3 separate regions of the Mus musculus genome follow, and regions 1 and 3 are each linked to region 2. A link is a contact called in public ChIA-PET and Micro-C data. All regions are on one chromosome and are shown on one strand. Each heading gives the region's core, a stretch centred on a gene start, on an enhancer-like site or on the middle of the called end of the contact. The rest is flanking DNA. Distances are from core to core; before and after follow the strand shown.

Region 1 (3,290 bases), core at 710-3,209, 520 kb before region 2:
AAATGATGTCTTTTTTCTCTTAGAGGAGGGGGGCCAGAATTAAACCCAAGACCATATGCATCCTGGGTAAGAGCTCCACTGAGCTATGCCCCAGCCCCAACAGGTTTTTCTCATTCATATTCTCATGTATTTAAAAGTTCTTCACATTTGCCACTAGAAGAACTAGAGAAGTCATGTTGGGAAAGGCTGGCTGGGGAGAACTTTTGATACTCAGAGGCCAAGCCGTTTAAGGAACGGAAAAGGCTCAAGCAGCTGAGCGGGAGGGTGTAGGTTCTCAATAAACCAAATGTGGATCAGAAATGGCTATCCCATAAAACCAGAGGCTCATGGTTGGCCATGGTGTCCCTTACCTCTACTCCTAGCACTTAGGAGGTAAGAGCTGGGGAATCCCTCTGAGTTCCTGAGCAGTCTGATCTACATAACAAGCTCTAGGACAGCCAAGGTGACCCCATCTCAAAAAACAAAGAAGCAAACAAAAATAAAGGTTCAGAGCACAGCACAGTGGGGGTGGTGTCTGCCTTAGACCCCGCCTCCTGAGACAAAGGCAGGAGCATCAAGACTTCAAAGCTAGCTCTCAGCCACAGGTCGAGTCTGAGATCAGCCTGTGCTATAATGGGACTTCGTTTCATAAAAAATCAAACAAAATATCAAAAATGAAACATGAGGCTCAAAGTGAGCACATTCTTTGATTTTTAGAGAGAAGCCAAAAAAAAAAAAAAAAAAAAAGGATTTAAAAATTTGGGCACTTTCCTAAAAAAAAAAAAAAAAAAAACCACACACATCATAGCAACCAAACAAAATTTCGGAGGGTGTGGGTAGGCAATGGACCATCCCTTTTCATCCCAACCTGTGACCTAGCTTCGGGAGAAATTTGATCCACAAGTCGCCTCACTTGTTAGTGTTTAATTTCATCCCTGTCCAGGGGCAAAACTTTTAAAAAGCCTATCCATTTGTAATTCTAGAGTACAGGAATGGCCCTCCCCTCCCATCTCTTTGGTAAACTGCCTTTCACCACCCAGTCTCAATCTCGTTAAAGTATTTAGGGGAATTTCTCGTTTCTTTTTTAATAAAGATTTATTTTTTATTATTTTTAATTATGTGTCTCTGGGTCTATGTGTAGGTATGTGCACATCGATATAGGTGCCCCGAGAGAGTCGGATCCTCCAGAGGCTGGAGTTACAGGTGGTTGTGAACCACACAACGTGGGTGTAGAAGATTCTCTGCAACAGTAGTACAAACTGCATAGCCGCTGAGCCGTCTCTCCCGCTAGTTTTCCTTTTCTTAACCCGCAGTTTCGGCCAGGGGAATTCCTGTCCATGTGCATTTCAAGTCTTGTAATTGGGATCCCGCTGGGATGCAAGGAGTTAAGAGGAAATGGCCTATTAGGGTCTTACTAATCCGAGAAATCCAGGACCTCAAAACTATGCAGAACGCCTGTAAAAACCATGATTCCACCAGGCGGGGATGGTTGGCCGAGAAGCCCCGGAGGTTTTTCGAGCAACTGCAGAGCAGAGCCTAGAACGGCCATGAGCATCCCGAGATCCGCTGGACCAAGGCCCTGACCTAGCGCACGAGATAACGGTGGAGCTCTGCGGTCCGACCCTGGAAACTCAGGTGAGGCGTGTCTCCATCACGCTGTCACTGGCCGGCTCCTCCGGGGAATCACGCCACAGGAAATGAGCCCGCGGCGCTCGAAGTCAGCCGCCCACCGGGGCTCCCCGCGCAGGGGTCCTCCCGCCACCGCGCGCCCCGCCGCGTACGGGACCGCCCGGGAACGCGCGCGGCCGGTCACGGAAAGTTGGCGCCGGCGCGGGGCCGCGCGCTCCGGGCGCCCCCTCCCACTCGAGGCGCACGTGCAGCCGCGCCCCCGCTCCCAGGCCGAGACGGGACGCCCCCACCCCCACCGCGGCACGCAGTGCGCAGGCGCCTCCCCGCGGGTCCCGGCGGCGGGAGCGGGAGAGAGGGAGGCGGCGGGCGCGGCCGGAGCGGCTTCAGCCTCGGCTTGAAGGCTGAGGCGAAGGAGGCGGCGGCGGTGGCGGCGGCGGCGAGGCGGCGAAGGTGATGGCGACGCGGGGCCCATGAGGCGGCGGCCGGCGGGACGGGCCGAGGCCCGGCGGAGGAGGCGGCTTCGGGGGCGCCCACCGCCGGGTGAGCGGCGGCTTGAGGGGCCCCGGGCCGGGCGCGGCCGGGCGAACTCTGAGGCGCCTCGAAAGCGGCGGCGGCGGCGGGCCGGGTTCCTGGGGGCGGCAGGGCGGGAAGGAGCGCCCGCCGAGCCCCGAGGGGCGTCGCCACCCGCGTCCCGCCGCCGGCGCGCCCGCCCTCTTTGTCCCCAGGCGCGCGGTTCCCAAATTGGGAGGGAAACGGCTCGGGCGGGCCGGGAGCGGGCGGCGGTGCTCCCGCAACTCCTCGGGGCGGTTGGGGGACCCGGCCGGGCTGGCGCTGGGCGGGCTCGTCTTTGTCTGACGGCCTGGGCCGCTCTTCGGCGGCGTGCTGCGGGCTCCGGCGGGTCCTCTGTCCCCCTCGGAGGTTTCTTTTTCCCCCCTTTTTTACTGGAGGTTTGGTTCGAGCGCTGCGGAGCGGGAGAGGGGCTGGCGGGAGGACCCGGCCCGTCGCCTCTTGCTGGACGCCTTTTCTTTACTTGAGATGACTTTATTCTCACTTCGGAAAACTTTGGAGCTCTGCTGTGGCCTTTTTTTTTTTTTTTTTAATTGTTCTTCGTTGAGTCTCCAGATTGAAAATAGAGAGGAGGCGCTAATGCTGTGATTGGGCTGGCTGCCGCGTTTGGAGTTTCGAGTTGAAAAGATTTACATGACCCATGTTTAGAATTTGGGGTCCTCCCCCGCCGGTCCCCGCTTTGCGGATTATTTGGGATTGCTTTTCTTTTGCGAAGTGGGATGAGTTTGGTTTTTGTCATTTGAAGACATTTTCCTTTTGGTCCTCGGGGACTGGCAACGCCACAGATTTCATTGTGCTCGGGCTTTATTTTGTTCTCGTCCACACTAGGTGCAATCGAGGAACTCAAGGTAGACCAAATTCTGGATAAGTTATCTTGTATGTGTCTTAAGTCTAAAAGTTATTGCTTTTGTTGTGCACCCTTACAAGTGGATATATGTGAAAGCGCTGTACAAAAAGCCTTGTAAACGAAAGACTTTAGTTCTGTTAGGCAGAAATCATTTTGTCTGTAGTACATGAGTAACTGTAGGAAGAGGATTAATAATGTAATTTGGGGATTAATCCTTCCCCCTTGTAAACAGTTTGCAGGTATTTTTCAGAGCAAAAAATGCAAAACA
Region 2 (3,061 bases), core at 244-2,743:
AGGCATAAACTTAATTGTTAAGTCTTTCCTATGAAATAGGTACTATCATTATGTCCTCTGGTAATGGACAAAAGAGGCGTAAGAAGGTCTTTTGCCTGGTCCACCAAGTTAAATTCAGAACTAACGTGTGGTCTTATCCGCTTCGAAATATCTACCAAGAACCTCCATACATGTTTGCTGAAGAGCGAAGAACCAAAGATGGTCTCAAAGTACGTGATTCCAGAGTTTAATTTTATCTGAAGCTAGAGGCCTGGCACGCAAAAGTCTCGAGGCTGTAGACACGGCCACGTACATGTGAGCGCAGATCTAAACACCTTGGGTGGCTGAGAAAAGGACCTTTCCTCCCGAAGCTAAAGAGGCGAGAGATGGAGGGTAAGGCCACTCCCAGCGGAGCAGCTTTTAGTGTAGGCAGAGTCTGGCCAGTGCTAAGCAGTCTGTCTGAGAGGTGGAGGGTCCAGCGTGGGCTCCGGAAGCAGGAAAGGCGAGCAGGTGTGGGATCTAAATTAGGATAAGGGCGGGAGCGCGCTCGACTCAGAAGGGCGCAGCTTGCACTCCGCAGTGAACCTTCTCCCTTGGGTTCTTTTCGGTTCGGAGGCCTGGGGTGGCTGGTGACCCACTCCGAAACCCAGAGAACGAATGCAGACCAGCCCCTTTTAAGGTTGTTCCTTCCTGAGCGCCTAACTGCACCCCATTTCAAGCCCAGACTCTTCACACAACTGACTGTATGCCTCGCGGTCAAAGTGGGGGAGCGACCGGGGAGCAGAGCAGGGAACCCCGCGGGAAGGGCGGGGATGCCTGGGCCGGAAGGCGTCCCAGGCTCGGCTGGGAGCCGGCGCTCTCTTTCGACGCCACCCCGTTGCCTCCGCCCCCGAGCCGGCCGGGACGGCACCAAGTCTCCGCCCCTGGCGCACCGCGCACCTCACCTTGAACGCTGCCCCACCCACCTCGAGCCTATTGGGCCTCCCGGGCCGAGGACACTCCGCGATTGGCCGGACTCGTCTACGGAGGCCCCACCCATCTCCCCGCCCCAGGTCCCGTCCGCCGGTACTTTGGACGGCGGCGTGGCGCCCCTCCTCCCCTCCCGGTCCCCGCCCCCTGGAGCAAATGCTGCCGAGCTGCGGCCGCGGGGCAGATGCACGCGCTCGGGCCCTTCTAGCAGGCGCGAGCAGTCGCTGGGCGCGCGAAAGCGAAAGGAGGAAGAGGAAGGGAGGGCGAGGGCGGGGTGTTGAGGAGGGGCGGGAGGAGGAAGAGGAGGAGGTTGGAGCGCGCTCGCGCCTGGCCTCGCGCCCGCGCCGAGGGAGGGGGGAGAGGGGCGCGCGCGCGCACGCTCGCGTCCTCGCTCGCTCCATCCATCCATCCTCCGGTCGCGGCACGCGCGCGCGCTCCGGGCTCGCGCCGCACCCCCCGCCCGGGAGAGGCGGGCTGGAGTGGGGGGCGGGGGGAGGGGCGCGCGGACGGCGCGCGGACTGCGCGCGGGCGGGGTGAGGTGAGGAGGAGGAGGCGGCGACGGGACGAGAAGGGAGGGGAAGGGGCCATGGCCGCCCGGTGAGGCGGCGAGGCGGGGGGGCAGCCCGACCCCCCGGCCCCGGGCCCCGGGCCCCGGGGAGAGGCGAGGACGGACCGACGGACATGGGGCTCCGGAGCAGCCGCCGTCGCCGCCGCCGCCGGAGGACGCGGCCCTGAGAGGCCGCCGGGCCCCGGCGCGGCCCCCCGGGCGGGGTGAGTACAGAACAGGGACGGGGGAGGGGCCTGCGGGGGGCGGGGGGCGGGGCCCGAGGCGGGGCTTGGGCCCCCTCCCCCCAGGTCTGGGTCAGCGCCCCTTCCCCTCCCCCAGGGCCGACGCGGAAACGCCCGGCTTTCCCCGGCTTCCCGGCCGGGCCGGGGCCCCCCGGTCTCCCCCTGGCTGGGTCCTCCTTGGGCGGGGCAGGGCCGGCCGGGGAGGGGGCGCGGGGCCTTTGTTAGGGAGCCAGGCCCCAGCCCCCGGGACAATAGAGACACCCTCCCGGAATCCTCTCCCCGGCCCGTCCGGGATCTGGGCAGGCGGCGACCTAGTGGGGTCGGGACGCGTCCCACTCTGCTTACTCTCTGGGGGTCGGTCTGTCCCGGCCCGCCGCCGGCCTATGGGCGGCTCGGCTCTCCTCCCCCCAGTCGGTATGATGCAGCAGCAGTGCCGCAAGGACGGGAGAAGAGCCGCGACACGGCCTGCTCCCCTTCCCAGTGCCCCTGGCTCATTTGTCAGTCCCCACCCCACTCGAGGCCGGCAGCTTCTTAAACTCGTACCCACTCTTCAGTGGGGCCCCGAACTGTGGGCACTGTTTCTGAATCCTACGGTGGGGTTTTTGGACTTTGGGGCTCTTGGAGAGACTTCCGGGCTGGTCCTGAGGGAGGGAGGGTGCGATCTAAAAGAACAGGTAAGGGGAGTGCCCACTCGCGTGCGTACCACGGGGCTCTCCTCTGCTCACGTTCTTGGTGGCTGGAAATGCCCTTTGCCTGTAGGCTTCTCTGGGCTCTGTTCCTCTCGTAGAGTGGCAGGCTTATTTTAAGAGAAGACAGAGTGGGGTGAAGGTTGTAGGGTGTTAGGGCCATTCCTACTTCTGGTAGCAGTACCCCCCCAAGTGGACATCCTGGCTGAAAGCAGAGGTGACTATGACAGCCCTTAGGGAAACGGGGGTTGTCTTGAGGAGTCTGTGCAGTTCTTTGCCACACCCTGTGGGTTTGCTTTGAGGCCTTAGAGTTCCTTCTCCTCCCCCTGCTGCATTGCACCATGGGTATCAAAGAGGGGTTTGAGTTTTGGGTACCTGGGATGAGCTGCTGCCTCCTATAGACCTAGAGTCTGATTGGCAAGGCAGTACAGTTCAGGGCCTGAGCTTAGGCCTGGGAAGGACTAGGCCACCTCTGGTTCTCAGGCCCTGAAGGACCATCTAGACCTAGTGAACGGGGCCTTGGGGAGGGAGACACACTGATGCCAGGATTAAGCCCTGGGCTTGGAGGTGGGGAGGGGAGGTGGCAGTCTCTGGAGGTGTCTTGGACTCACACCAACACCCCCACCTCCATGTGTGCA
Region 3 (3,244 bases), core at 676-3,175, 560 kb after region 2:
GGCTGTCCTGGAACTCACTCTGTAGACCAAGCTGGCCTCAAACTTAGAAATCTGCCTGCCTCTGCCTCCCAAGTGCTGGGATTAAAGGTGTGGGCCACAACTGCCCGGCTTGTCCCTGACGTCCTGATTCACAGAACAAGAATGTCAACATCAGGGGCTGGAGAGATGGCTCAGGGGTTAAGAGCACCAAATGCCCTTCCAGAGGTCCCGAGTTCAATTCCCAGCAACAACACATGGTGGCTCATAACCATCTGTAATGGGATCTGATGCCCTCTTATGGTGAGTGTCTGAAGACAGCTACAGTGTACTCACATAAATAAGATAAATAAATCTTTAAAAAATGTAAGTGAAGAAAATATCTAATAAAAAATTAAAAACAAACAAACCAACAACAACAACAAAAGAATGTCAGCATCCTCAGACTTACTGCCGGAAGTCCTGCGGCATTCTCCTAGGACAGTGGGGAAGGAATCTGGCTCCCTGGCCAGCAACGCAACTTTACACATTTGATGGCTTATTTACTTGATATGCACAAATCGCTCCTTCCTACTTAAAAATCCTTTAGTGCGATCAAAATTTAAATTCAGTAGCAACACCAAAGAAACAAAAAGGAAACAAAGAATCTTCAGATATACATACTGTGAATTCTGCACCATTTTTGACCAGAGAAGCCTTAAAAGTATCAAAGGTAGTATTTTTCTCAGCAAGACTGATGACAAATTCAGCTGTTAAAAAAAAAAAAAGGAATTATAAATGGACTCAGATAATAATTAAATTATAAAAGAACTCAGGAATCCGCCTGCCTCTGCCTCTCAAGTGCTGGGATTAAAGGCGTGCGCCACCACTGCCCGGCTTTGTCGTCGTTTTTTGTGACGGGTCATACCCTGATACATACCATGCCCAAGCTACCCTCAGATTATCTACGTGTGACTTTGGAATTACTAATCATTCTGCCCTCACATCCCAAGCCTGAGATCCTAGGCGCCTGCCTGGCTGTCATTTACTTTTGAGGACATTCTGAAAAAGCCCAACACCACCCAACCCTGTACCTATCAAACGGAAGTGTTCCCCTCATGCTTCTAATTCACATACTCGGCCTCTCATTTTCACAAGGGCTCCGGCTATGCATATAATTACGATCTGGGCCCCGAGCCTTTCTTATTTTCTCTCTGGGTCCCCTAGTCACAGTTTGCCCTTAAACATCTAATGACTAGTATGTGAGAGATAAGAAGATGTAACTAATTTAAGAGCACGGCTCAAAGCACAAGCTCGAAGTAGATGCTGACTACTGCCTGACTGTGCGAAGACCAAACAAGATAATGTAGATGAAGAGCTACCCATAATATCTTGTGAGCTTCTAAAAATTACTGGCCGTAATTACAACCATCATCTTCGCGGGGGCTGCTGCTGCTGCTATTGTTAAAGCTATTTCGCCCCCCAGAACTGAAAAACAACAATCGAGCAGAAATTGCTGCCCCAGCCTTCACCGGCAGCTCACAGAAATGGTTTCTAATAGCTCGGACCGGATGGTTCTCAAGCAGAGGCCACCGCCACAGGTTCCCGGAGCCCAAGTCACGATGACACACACACAGACACAGACAGACAGACACACACACACACACCATCAACCGCTTCTCTCCTGCCTCCCTCACCCCCAAAATCAAAAGCCATCGGGACCTTCCTCCAGCTCACCCAGATCCTTGTCGTTGATGCCCAAGTGATTGTCCAGCTCCGTGCAAACCTTCGACACCAAAGACAGGTACTCAAGTTTAGCGAGTTCTTCCGCCGGGCCGGGCTCCGAGCCCATTAGGACCCCGGCGGCGGCCACGGCTACAGCCATGGCTACAACTTCCCTTTGGTCTCCTTCCGGCCGGCCAGAACGCGAAGCCACAGCTTCCACTTCCGGGTCGGCGCTCGTCTCTTTTGTTTACAGGGACGTCAAGTAAAGTTAACCGTCTTTGTAAGGATCAGCGAGATCTGGCAGGAAGTTCCCACAGACGGGCCAGACGCACTGAGTTACGCTGTTCGTTCAGTGGCGGCCTCTAGCGGGGGGGAAGACTCCACCCGCCTTTAGGTTTTTTTAAGGATCAATCTCAGCGCGCCTCTGTGATCCGTCAGCAGAGGGCGACCGTGGCCTGCGCGACTGAACAGCGCCTCGGAAAAGCAAGTTGGCTTGTCCTTGATCAGCTCAGTTCCTGACCTCATGGCAAGTGATCTCAAGTGACCTTACACCAGCAGACGCTAGATTCTGGCTGCTTATCTGTAAACTCGGATAATACGGTCTAAATGAAATAGATATGCAAAGTGGCTGAGCCACAGTAGGCACACTGAAAATATTAGTTGCTGTTATAACCCCCCCAAACTGCGAGTGGTCCAGCAAAGCTTATCTCAAGCATTCCTGTTGCCAAAACCCTCAGTCCTCTTAAAATCTGCTTCTCTAAATGTCAGCTGTGTTGTGAACCTGAGGTCATAAATTCAGGTGTCCCAACTTTTACTTTTCCCTTTGGCAGAACCTTGCAATGAAGATGAAGGGTTTCCCATGTCTTAGTATTCTGTGTAAAAAACAAGAAAATACTTCCTCTAAGGTGAGTAGCCCTCCCATCAGTCAAAAGACAGAAAATGAGCCCCCTCTGCTACTGTTGGCTGACTCTGTTGCACTACTGTGTCTTTGAATTATTGGGAACACTTCAGTGATAACGAGTTGCAGGGAAGCTGGGCAGGCTGGTGCTCTCCTTTAATTGAAGCACTCGGAGGGCAGAAACAAGCTGTTCTCTGAGACTGAAGTCAGCCAAAGTTACACAGTGAGAACCTCTCTCAAAATTGCAGGCAAAGGACTATCACAGTAGTTCCGTGTTTCCAGGTTCCCAAGGATTTAGTACATTGCCATCTGAGTTCCTGATGCCCTTCCCTTCCTTATAACTTACTTGTTTTTATTTCCTATACATGGTTTTGCCTGCATTCATGTCTGTGTAAGGATGTCAGATCCCCTGGAACTGGAGTAACAGATAGTTGTGAGCTTCGGTGTGAGTGCTGGAAATTGAACCCAGATCCTCTGGAAGAGTGACCAGTGCTCAGAACCATGAGCCATTTCTCCAGGACTCACTCCTTCCTTCCTTCCTTCCTTCCTTCCTTCCTTCCTTCCTTCCTTCCTTCCTTTCTCCGTGAACAGAATGAGAAAGTCTGCCCTTGATGCTGCTTGCTTATCTGCCAGTATGGAGTTAGGTTTCAGGAGTTAATTCCACTT

What was found. A called contact is a pair of places that touch in the nucleus more often than the background predicts. ChIA-PET counts read pairs in DNA pulled down with a chosen protein or histone mark.
Region 1: a Micro-C map of embryonic stem cells shows a contact between it and region 2, with 8 times the contacts expected there. The contact joins the promoter of Gjc1 here to the promoter of Atxn7l3 in region 2. A contact is called at or near these places in 1 of 484 Hi-C or Micro-C datasets (embryonic stem cells) and 1 of 115 datasets of contacts at active chromatin or transcription factors (bone marrow-derived macrophages).
Region 3: an RNA polymerase II ChIA-PET map of memory CD8 T cells shows a contact between it and region 2, with 8 read pairs. The contact joins the promoter of Dhx8 here to the promoter of Atxn7l3 in region 2. A contact is called at or near these places in 2 of 115 datasets of contacts at active chromatin or transcription factors (memory CD8 T cells and pancreatic cancer cells) and 1 of 9 other capture datasets (liver).

Annotation. Positions count from the first base shown.
Region 1 is chr11:102,817,828-102,821,117 of GRCm38.p6, reverse strand. Gjc1 (gap junction protein, gamma 1) reads left to right here and starts at 1,959. Exons shown (of 3, transcript NM_001159382.1): 1 at 1,959-2,148.
Region 2 is chr11:102,295,061-102,298,121 of GRCm38.p6, reverse strand. Atxn7l3 (ataxin 7-like 3) reads left to right here and starts at 1,493. Exons shown (of 13, transcript NM_001098837.1): 1 at 1,493-1,719. It overlaps Gm33851 (cyclin-dependent kinase 13-like), which reads right to left and starts at 1,733. Exons shown (of 2, transcript XM_030246466.1): 1 at 945-1,733; 2 at 205-498. The coding sequence starts at 1,357. The coding sequence ends at 426.
Region 3 is chr11:101,731,637-101,734,880 of GRCm38.p6, reverse strand. Dhx8 (DEAH (Asp-Glu-Ala-His) box polypeptide 8) reads right to left here and starts at 1,925. Exons shown (of 23, transcript NM_144831.2): 1 at 1,693-1,925; 2 at 640-725. The coding sequence starts at 1,840.